3 separate regions of the Sus scrofa genome follow, and all the other regions are linked to region 1. The links are chromatin contacts, called in public HiChIP or PLAC-seq maps. All regions are on one chromosome and are shown on one strand. The core of a region is the stretch at or near the end of the contact, and the rest is flanking DNA. Distances in the headings are between cores, read along the strand shown.

Region 1 (3,577 bases), core at 793-3,292:
ACTCAGTGCATGCAAAAATACACACTTATTTAACTCATGAGCAGGCATGTTGACCAATTTGGGATGGACTTAGCTGGGCAGTTCTTCTGGTCTTCTCTGGACTCACTCATAGGTGCACTGGTTGCCTGGGCTTGGAGAGTGGGGCAAGTCCATTCTTCTCCATCTGATTCTTATCCTCCAACATACTAGCCTGGACATATTTTCATGATCACTGCCTTTTTAAAGCATTGCCATGTAGATCATAGCAAAAACACTGCCCTAGCATTTTTTATTCTATTTATATGGTTCAGAGAAATGACATTAACTTTCTCTAGGCTTTAGCTGGAGTTTATGTGGGCAGATTCCTAGTCATTCTGAGTTTTCTTATTCACCAGATTGACCTAAGGAAAGCAATCACACAGGGAGAGTATGAAATCCTACCTCAAACTTCCTAAAATTCATCAATCTGATATCTAATACGGTTTCTTTTCTTAAATGTGGTACCAAGGTGATAGTTGCAAAAGGAAAGTAACTATATGTAACAAACTGAAACTATTTTAAACAATATATTTAAATTTTAAAATGTGGTGAAATATGTTGACATTTTCAGAAGATTGTGGAAAACTCCACAAAATGTGTACCATGAAAGAGCTTTGATGCTTTTCTACATCATGCCCCTATGCTGACTTACTGTCCTTTGAGGTTTCTAGCACTGTGTGCACACTTCCCTTCTTTATGACAACTTGTGGCTAGCACAGTAATGGCCCCAAAGATGTTAACAGCCTAATCTCTGGAAGCTGTGAATATGTCCAATAACATGGCAAAGGGAATAAATTTTGCAAATGGAATTAAAGGCCTTTCGTCCTGAGGGGTCCTTAGAAATGGATGATGGGGCTAGAAGAAATCTTTGGAGTGATACAATTTGAGTAAAAACGCCATAGCCTTTGCTGGCTTTGAACATGGCAGAAGGGGAGCACAAGCCAAGGAATGAGGGTAGCCTTTAGAAGCTGGAAAAGTAAAGACATGGTTTCTCCTTAGAGATCTTGCAAGGAAAGCACACATATTGACACCTTGATTTTAGCCAAGTGGGATTCATGACAGCCTTCTTATTTATAGCAATGTAAGATAATAATAATAAATTTTCAGCGCTTTTCAGTAATTGTTTCTGGTAAGTTTTGCAGCAACAATAGAAAACAAATACATTATTATATTGATATTATTTGTTTATGTGTCTATTCTCTCCTCTAGACAATAAATTTCTCAAAGGCAACAATGTTGTCATATAAAAAAAAAAACCTAAAAACTTAGCACTATTCTACATTAAAGAAATAAAATTTACTGTCGAACCTTGGAGAGGTCTAGTATTTACTCAGTGTGAACACTATATATGACTAGTCCTGCCCTAATTATTAGGCTCTGAATTTTTTTTACTCCCTAGGAACACTGTTTAACCTTACTGAATCTTAAGTTTCTCATCTGTACAAGGAGTTCAAGGGCCAGATCAGGTTTGCCATATTTTTCTGAGAGTCCAAATGGAACTACTCAGTTCTGCCAACTGAACACAAAGGCAGCCATAGGCGATAAGTGAATTAATGACTATAGCTGTTTTCCAATAAAACTTTATTTATAAAACAGGAGATGGTCTGCATTTGGCCATTGTTTGCTGACCCTATACTAGCAGAACCTCCTATTCCATTCTGATTCCTTTCTAATCTGATACTTTTGTGAGTTTATATAGAGTTAGTGCCATTAGTGCCGTTAGTGTCAGCTAAGCCATGGAAGTGTCAGTGGGACTTGGTGAAGTAACTCAAGTAATGAGATGGGTCTGTTTGTAAGAAGAAGCAAGATATTGCCGAATCAAGGGCCAGGAAGGGAACTGCCATCATGTCCCTGGCAAACAGACCTGGGACAAATGCTCTTAAGGATGAGACATAAGGAGAACCTTGAATGCCAAGGCTGAGCTCACTGAACTTGAAACTCAGAGAAGTGGAACTACTGTTGCAGGAATAAAAGGGAGCCATAAATCCTTTGCCCTCTGGAATGAAAGGCCTTCCGAGGCAGCTGGCCAAATGAAGCAGGAGGAGGGGGTGAGGTTTGCACTCAGCTAAATTATGTCTTTGGGCAGCCAGACCAGGTCTGCTAAAATAACAAGGTGCTTGAACTTCTGCCCAGAATACGTCATCAAACTTTGCATTTGGGACAGTCTTCTATCACATGACTTCCTAATCTGAGCAAGGGAAGAAAGCAGAGTGAATGAAATACAAAGAATGAGGTTTTTCTTGGAGTGCCTCCCTGGAGACAAAACTTGACTTTTCAGGAGATTACTTTTTGAATTCTCTGTTCTAATTAAACAAACAAACAAAATATAAGTTCATGGATCTAACAGATTTTGCAGCATCTAATAAGATTTTGGAGGCCTTTTGAAGTTTGCTCATGATGTGAGACTTGCCCATTGCAGGTATTGGGTGTGGGTTTATAGGTAAACATGGGCCAAGAAGAGCCCATCCAGAACTAAGAAAAGGCACAGGGATTTGAGGATGTCCTTGTTTGTCTGACTGCCTGGTTGTGGTGGTTGTTTTGCCTTAGCTATTTTGCTGAGTTTTCGGGACAAAACCAAACTGTTTGATTGCTTCATCACAATAGCTTGTTTAGGTCTTACAAATTGTTCAAGATCAGTTTGTCCATAATAAAAGTGACCTAGTAATATCCCCAGACCCAGTCACAGAAGCACTTGATGTGCCAAGTTAGTGCCACCTCAGGGCTCTTTATGTGGTCCCTCTCCAAGATTTCTAAACATTCCAGAGAAAGCACAATGCTTGTTTATTTGGCTGCTAGGTCTTCATTTTGCTTTTGTTTTAGTTACACTCCTATGCCTCTCTCTCCCTTTCCCTCCCCCTCCCTCTTTCTCTCATTATATATACACTTATTTTTACATTGAGAGCCACTCAGATTTTCCCTTTAAGGAATAATTTAAATTGGTTAGGATTCAACTTATGGTTGTCAAGAATCCATGCATATACCCACTTGGAAGATATTTTCTTACCTCTTCTCCATCTCAACTCTCTGAGGCATGGGAAGAGGTGCTTTGGGACTGGAGTGATGAATTGTACATGGTATGTGCCCTCAAGGAACACTTTGTGCAGGTAAATGGCTACTGTATTCTCAATAAGATGTATGGTGAACATGCCCTAGCAGGGCTCCAGAGGGTGAGAGTTGGGAAGGTTCTTTTGTTGGGGGCAGCCAAGGGAGGCTTTGTAGGGTTGGCAGGTGACCTGGGCCTCTGAGAACAGTTAGGGGTGTGAAATGAAGACGTGGTGGAGAGGAAGGTCCTGATACAGGGAAAATCCTGAGCAAGTTCTTGGAGTCAAGGAAGGTAGTCAGACAGACGACTGGGTAAATGGCTTAGCAAAGTGAGCATTCTGAAGTGGAGAACTTGCAGAGCTTCTGTTTGCAGCAGTGATCTCAAAAAATGCATAATCACCAGAGCACTCTAGGAGGGTATATGGTAGAACTTGTCAGCTTGCTCCATTTTCTCATAAGAAGCCCACCTTGTTTGGGGATTCTGACCGTACAGGAGGAGGTCCTATTGGATCCTGGG
Region 2 (3,565 bases), core at 231-2,730, 310 kb after region 1:
AATCCTAGTAGAGTAAGTTTGCATATTGGATTTTATTGTCTTCTACCTATTTTAAGCAGAAGCGAGATTTATGAAATTTTTCACCTCCATCCAGGTGTAACTTACTTCTTTGTACCTTTAGCAGTTAGCACTGTCTTGGTCTATAGATGATGTCCATTAGTTGTTTTGAATTAAGGAACAATAATAATAATAACATTTAATGTTTTCCAGTTTATAAAACATTTCCAATGTAAATGTGAGCTTTGTTGTACAGGGTTTTTTGTTGTTGTTGTTTGTATTTTGTTGTTATTGTCTAATAGGAAATCAAGGCTCAGAAAGCATAAGGGGCTTGCCCAAAAACACAGCTGGTTAGAGGAATTTTTTTTTTTTTTTTTGGTCTTTCTGTCTTTTTAGGGCCGCACCTGCGGCATATGCAGGTTCCCAGGCTAGGGGTCCAATCGGAACTGTAGCCACTGGCCTATGCCAGAGCCACAGCAACACAGGATCTGAGCCGTGTCTGCGACCTACACCACAGCTCACAGCAATGCCGGATCCTTAACACACTGAGCGGAGGCCAGGAATTGAACCCTCAACCTCATGGATGCTAGTCAGGTTCACTAACTACTGAGCAATAACAGGAACCCCGGTTAGAGGATTTGAATGTAAGACTTTGTGGCTCTAAACTTTGTCATTTAAACTGGAGCATCTGTTAGTTGCTTATCACATCCTTGATTTCTGCCGGGGTAGAAGGTATTTTTAAATTTTGTAGGGAAGGGAGAGCTTTGATTTCTATACCCTTGTCAGAGGTATTTTTCAAATTCAAGGACTTTTGGTAAATTTGAAAGCAATTCTTTGCATTTCTAGGAGCTGGATTAGAGCAGTATTTCTTTGGAGCATTGCAATTTATTTCTCCAAAATGAATCTGCAGTAGGTGTGGAAATGGGTATCTGTGAGGACCAGAACTTAGGCAGCAAATGAAACCTCTTGACGGGTTCCCAGCAACAGGCTTATTTTGTATCCAAGTCTAGAAGCACAAGCGGGAGAAAGGAGGCTTTGGTGAAGTCAATGATGTCCCCACATCATCTGTAAGGTCAGAGAAAGAGCTCAAGCTCCGAGTTCCTAGTCTCCAGACAGATTCTCCAGCCACTTGGACAGAGTCCTATAGAGGTCTAGGCTTTTGGTAAAAGTCCACCGCTTCTACCTGTTTCTCCCTTCTAGTGATTAAACCTTGTCCTCACTGCCTCCCTGAGCTCACCACCATTGCTCCACATCCATCCCACCTCAGTGTTGCTTGGGTGCCTTCCGTCACATCATTCTGTTTCTGGATCCATATCTTTATCAAAGGGGACCCATTTGTTTCTTTCAGAAATGCTCCTAAAAATTTTCCCGTATTTGACTAAGTGTCCCAGTCATAAAGCCCTTTCCAGTAATCCCAGTACTGGGCAACCAGTTCCAGTAATGGAGGAGACACTTCCAGCTGTTAAGCAATGGTCATCCTTCCAAAGGAGATTGAGCAATCCCTTTTTTTCAAGTTATATTTAAAGCATGACTCCAGAAAGGCTGGAAGGCTCTCTGGATTCTGACAGTGCTGTAGAGCTTTTAGGGGAAAGGGCTGTGAAACTGGTCCTGGATAGAACTCTCAGAGAGAGGTAAACAAGGTTTTCACTTTCTTCATTATGTAAAATCACTTTAACAGTACTTATCAAGGTTTTGTGAAAATTAAATAGAAATTTTTGAGACAGTGGCTGCTGCCATTCATGAAACATAGTCAGCCCTCAGCAATATGTATTTCATTAAAAGGAAGGTAGGCACTTGAGAGCTATCCAAAGAGACTGACTCACTGTGTTAAACAGGAGCATCTGGCCACTGGAAGGAAAGGAGCAGCAGAAGGACTCCTGTCAAGGAAAGGGGAGTGGAGATTGTGACCTATACCAGTCTTTTCAGCATGAAAGTGGAACCCAGGAAAAGGACCTAGTTATCCATAAACCCAGGGCATGCTTACACCAACAGCCCACATGGTGTATCCTGTCTTCCATGTGCCCTGGATGGAAATAATATGGTAATACCAGCCAATGCCTTTTGCATTTAAAGGGTGCTTAGCTTTTCCATGCAATTGCAAATTCACATCAGGAAATATCAAGATGAAAAATCCAAACTCACTTTCTCGTGACATTCAGGACCATTCTTGTCACTTGGCTCAGTTTCCATGTACCTGAATTGAAGGCTGCAAGGCAGTATACAGACATTGAATCAAAGAGAAATCAATTTGAACCCAGACTCCATTACTCTATACATTTATTCAGTTCTCTAAAGCAAGTGTATAAAACGAGGTTGATAGTACTTACTGTGTTGGACTCTTGGGAAGATTAAATGAGTTCAGGTAGGTGTCAAGCACAGTGTCTGCCTCCTAATAGATGTTTAATAAATGCTAGCTGTACTATTACTGAGATTCACTCTGAAGACATTTATCATCCCTTACCTCCTCTGGAAAATAGATTATATAAATATATCATAAGAATTTACATCATAACGTCTTTCTTCAGTCTTTTGCTTTTCTCTTCTGTCACTGTCTCCTGGCAAGGCTGTAATCTCAATGAGCCCACCCACTTGTGTTTTGCTCACCCACCAAAGCAGTTGAACATTGCAGGAGAAAAGCACAGAGCCAGGAATATTGATATCGTGATAAATTGTGACCAACTTTGACCCCAATCACAGCCTACATTCTTACACACTGCTCTCAGCTGTTACCTACAGCCTCCACTCTACCCCAGTTTCTGACTGCCCTCCACCCCCACTCCCTCCTCCAGGGACGACTGCCTCATTCTCCACAGTGAGAATGAAAGGCACAGGGTGACACTCCCTCAGCTTGTGCCGTCAAATTTACTCCTGTCCTCTCCATTCCTTCTGTTAGAGTAGCAGAAGAGCCCGTCAGCTTATCAAATGCCAATTAGTGTAAACGTACTCTGGGTCTAAAGGTGTTCTGATCCTGTTTCCCCTGTCTTCTCAGGACCCTCACTCCATAGGTCATCCATTCTTCATCCTGAATCTTCTAGCTATTCTGGATTGGATGCTTCTCATCAATGCCCATTTGTGTTCCAGCGTGGCATTTATTTCCCCTCCATTGACTCTATGCATTATCTAGCAGTTGCATTATCTCTTCTTCAAAGCCAGACTCTAGAAAGTTTTTCATTATATACAGTGCCTCCTTTTCCTTACCTCATATTCAGGCTTTCTTCCTGCCTGGCTTTTCTCTCTAGCACTCCTATCCTGGCTGAGGACATCTGTGACTTGGGACTTACATGTTTTCAAAATGAGGGTCAATATCATTGTTCATCTGACCTGACATCTCAACGAGGGGTTGGACATTTCATCTTTAAAAGGTTATCTTCCCAGCTTCCCTGGTATCTCTAGGTTTCTGATCTTTTTATTTATCTGCTTTGTAGATTTTTGTTGTTGTTATCTTGTTCCTTCCTCCATGTCCCCTAAATTGTCTAGCTTTTCTTGGCTACTTTTCTCCCTCAGTTCTCTCTGTAGTCAAAAGAGCCCTCATAAGTGTCCAGGTACCATCAGTATACTGACATGTCTT
Region 3 (4,028 bases), core at 369-2,868, 490 kb before region 1:
GACCAGCAGGGGTGGGTGGTCTGGACTGAGGGGAAAACGCAGGATAAGAAGAGGCCAAAGTTCAAGCCAGAAATCTGGGGCCGGTGTATGAAAGACTCTGAGGCTGTGCTAATGTGCTAGTTTCTTCCCCCAGTCAGCCCAGTTGGAGGTGGTGCCTTGGATAATTTTGCAGAGCCTCGGCTTCCCCTGCTGTGAGACGGAAGCCATGGATGTTGCCCGTGAGGGACCCGAGGGAAGGTGGGGCAGGGGGAGCGGTGGCAGAACGTGCTGCGCAGCTCCAGGGGAGTATGTGAAGGGGATGCGAATCACAGATATTTATAATTGCAGCAAACTGAGACTGCGGGCCACCAAGCACTTCCTCTGGAAATCCTGAAAATCTGCCGCCATGGGGCTGTGCCCAGATCCCAGCTGGAGGTAGACTTCTCTCTTCTCAGCTCCTGCCAGGCTGGTCTTCTTACAACAAACTCTAGATCCTTCCTTAATTCTACCTAGGAGGATAGGAGACAGCTCCCCACCCTCCTGCCCTCCCTTTTAAAGAACCCCCACACCAAGCCCTAAACTCCCAGGTCACGGCAAGCTCCCTTTTAGTCCTCAGTGCCTCATCAGGCAGTCCTGTCAAGACCAGACCCCAGAGCTGAGAAGCAGCTTGGGAAATATAATCCAATTTCCACTAGTCACCTAACATGGCCCCTCATTTATGGATCCAGCCGACGCCAGGCTTGTGCTGGGCATCTGGGGAGCTAATGGAAAGGCTGGGCAGGGGCTGACCTCAGAAGGAGAGAGGGAAAAAGACCAGCCGCAGAATTTCCTCTTCTACCAAAGAATGGGAAAGATCACATTGATTCCCACCTTTTCTTCTTTCTTTAAATACAAATGGAGCTTCTTTTTCAAATGTTATCTTTTAAGGGACCCCATCTATACAACTGGAAAGCACCTATCCCTCAGGTACTTCACAGGGATCCTATAACCGTGCTTCTCAAACTTTAATGCACGTGTGAATCCACAGTGGATCTGGTTAAAAGGCAGATTCAGATCTAGAGGTCTGTGGTGGGATCAGACGTCTGTATTTCTATCAAGCTCCTGGTTGCTGTCAATGCTGGTGGTCCATGGACCACATTTTAAATAGCAACCATTTAGAGCTCTAAGGATTATTGTTTGAAAACCATTCCTCTTTAGGATTGAGAGCTAGTGGGTCTCCCCACTCCCCATCCCTGAATAAATCAAACCAAGTCTCCTGGATTAGTGTCTCCTTCTCTGCTTGAAGTCAGCTTCAGCAGTTAACTCCACACCAAAGTCCTCGGATCACCTCCTTACCTCCTTCTGGCTGGAGGTATCTGTCACCTCCACAAGGCAGGCTGGGAAAATTCCTGAGAGGCTTGGCCACGAGGAAGAGCTTTAAGGTGTGGCCTTCACTCTAACAGGAAAAGTACAAAAAGTTCAGGTTAATCTTCTTCACAGACAGACAGACTAACAGACAGAGAGAAAGATCAAGCCACCGTTCCCACTGGCTTTGAAAAGGATAGCACCTTGTCCCTGTCCTCCCCTCACCCCAGCTGATGAATGATGGGAGTCATTCCCCCTCACACTCTGCCTTCCAGGCCCATCCCCTTCAGGACTGAGATGCTCCCACTGAGGTCAAAGGTATTTTTAGCTCTGTTCGTGTGGGCCCATGCTTGGCCAGTACCCCCTGGACATTCATCTTGGATTCCACAAATGCCAGGTCTCCTAATCCAGGAGGCACAGAGGCAACAGGGGAATCTGAATGCACTGGAAAATGCAAGACATGGCCTTTTGAGGATTTTGTCCACATGCCATGTCTGATAAAGCAACAGTAACACCTAATGCTCAGAAAATGCTTCAGCATTCAGAGTACTTCCACTGGCCTGGCCTCATTTCATCTGCCCAAGAGGCTCATGAGAAAGACAAGACAAAAGAGCTATTCTTACTCTACTTAATGGAAGAGCCAAGTGACTAGCAGGGCAGAGCTAGTAAGTGGCAAACTTGGGTTTTCTGCTTCCAAGTCCAAGCCCAGTACTCTTTCCCATATTCCTGGGAAACCCAGTCTTTTGCTTTTTCTTTAGCTTTGTTTTGGTTTTTGGTTAAACCCTGCAAGAAGTTTAACCTTCTCCAACAGAACTTCATGTTAAAAGCCGGGATCATCCATGCTTTTAAGAAATGGAAGACTAGATATAAGGAAGAAAGAGGCAGTAGATATCAATGGTCCAAGAGGAAGGAGAGGATACACTCAAAATAAGGTGACCAAAGAGAGATTAATTTAAGTATAATTCATAAAGGTTGAGCCAAGGTCAAGGAAAACCAAGAGACAGGGAGGCACCCTGAGGCTAACAATAACCTGGAGCTGTTACTGGTCCTTGGGATGAAAGGGCAAAAGGAGAGATTACCAGAATGTAGCAGAAAAGTAGGCAGTGCTGGGGAGCTGGCAGGGGGCTGCCCAGCTGGAACTGTGGCTTCTGACACTTTGGATGCACCCAACCATTGCCAAGCTACAGCAGGCAGGTAGGGGGCTAGGAAGGAGCCATCCTCACATCTCCTTCTCCCACCCTCCCACCACCTAATCGGTGCCAGGCTGAATCCAACCAGAAGGCAGAGGGCAGGGGAACCTACTGGTCTTCACAAAGGTCAACCTCTTGGAGGTGGGAAACAAGAAGGAAGGAGTGTGAATGTTGCAGGTGAGACAGAAAATGCCCGGCCCAGATTTGCTGGCACCTGCCAGGGGCAGGAAGTTGGTTGAGGGAGGCACAGTCCAGAGTCTGAGGGGGTAGGATTTGAGGGGGGAGTCATAGCCCCCTCTCAGAGTAAAAGACACCCCAGAGCCTAGCTGCAGCTCTCCAAGAACGAATCTGGCCCTGGTCTCAGGGGAGCACAAGAAAAACCAGATCAAGAGCTCCCGAGAGACATCACTAACCCCACAGAAGGGTTGGCCATCCTGGAGCCTGGGTTTAAATCCCAGTTCCTTCATTTTTCTCTGGGTGACTCCAGACCATTCATTTAATCTCTCTGAGTCTCTGCGTCCCTGTCTGTGAAATGAGTATAATAATAACAACCCCTGGGCTGCCTGTCTCAGGACTGGCCAGCATTCCACAAACTGGGGAGAATGCTGTGGATTCCAAGTGGCCTCAACTACCTAAATCTCATGTACTCTCTGCAAAACATGCTCCCAGTACCAGATTTGAGGAAGGTTAAAGCCAAGGGAGCTCTAGACTCACCTCATCAGCCTTCTCTCATCTGATAAGAAGACACTGAGAAAGAGTTCCCACACCCACAGTGGGTAGCAGAGCTGGAGGACACAGGTCTCCTCTCACAGGCCCATAGTGCCTTCCAACCTGCTTTTCACGTGACAATCAAGTGAGATAAAGGAACAGAAAGTGTGTTGTCCATCGTATACTGACAGTTTTTATAATTAATAACAATATCTCCCCTACAAACCTCTCCAGGCCTGAAGATTCCCATCATTAATTATATCTTTAAGGGCCCAGCAAAATGTGACATTTTATCAGGACAAAGCACATGAATGCCCAAGTGCACGTCAGCAGGTATGTTCATCACAGTAGCTAAGGACAAACATCACTTAGTGGAGGACAGGATCGTGAAGGCAAAGGACACAGGACAGGTAAGCTGTGATGGGCAGGAACTGGCTGTGAGGAACAGACTTGAGATGCTCCCTATTCAGGAAGGAACGCTCGAGTGGGGTCATAAGAGGCTGAGGGCTTAGTCCCACCCCTAATTGGCTAGACGAGGCAAGCCCAGCCCAGCGAGGCAGAAGGGTCTGTCTGCCAAGGCTTCCCCAAGAGCTGGCACAACCGGACTCTGCTCTCAAGATCATTCTTGGTAGCCAGATCCCATGGGGCAGACTTCATCAGACATTTCCAGGTGTAGACTGCTCAATGGGGACTTTGTCTGTGACAAGGGGGTCACATGCTACATGGCAGGTTTTCACCCAAAAGCTAACATCTTAGCTTTTCATAGAGATCGTCAGCTTTCAGACTGTCTAGACCAGCTCACACTCC

The links. HiChIP or PLAC-seq counts read pairs in DNA pulled down with a chosen protein or histone mark.
Region 2: a contact with region 1 is called in an H3K27ac HiChIP or PLAC-seq map of skeletal muscle, with 4 times the contacts expected there. The contact joins two enhancer-like sites. A contact is called at or near these places in 2 of 2 datasets of contacts at active chromatin or transcription factors (alveolar macrophages and skeletal muscle).
Region 3: a contact with region 1 is called in an H3K27ac HiChIP or PLAC-seq map of skeletal muscle. The contact joins two enhancer-like sites.

Annotation. Positions count from the first base shown.
Region 1 is chr13:126,067,014-126,070,590 of Sscrofa11.1, forward strand. All of the region lies in intron 3 of LPP (lipoma-preferred partner), which reads left to right. Among named protein-coding and RNA genes, the nearest start is that of MIR28, 210 kb to the right of the region's middle. Within about 2 kb of position 2,043, at least 10 of the 83 cell types and tissues checked have an H3K27ac peak or open chromatin away from gene starts, as enhancers often do. A contact at or near this core is called in skeletal muscle, where this site is marked.
Region 2 is chr13:126,377,556-126,381,120 of Sscrofa11.1, forward strand. The region is part of intron 8 of LPP (lipoma-preferred partner); the gene reads left to right. Among named protein-coding and RNA genes, the nearest start is that of MIR28, 97 kb to the left of the region's middle. Within about 2 kb of position 1,481, at least 9 of the 83 cell types and tissues checked have an H3K27ac peak or open chromatin away from gene starts, as enhancers often do. A contact at or near this core is called in skeletal muscle, where this site is marked.
Region 3 is chr13:125,578,848-125,582,875 of Sscrofa11.1, forward strand. No RefSeq gene overlaps it. Among named protein-coding and RNA genes, the nearest start is that of BCL6, 190 kb to the left of the region's middle. Within about 2 kb of position 1,619, at least 3 of the 83 cell types and tissues checked have an H3K27ac peak or open chromatin away from gene starts, as enhancers often do. A contact at or near this core is called in skeletal muscle, where this site is marked.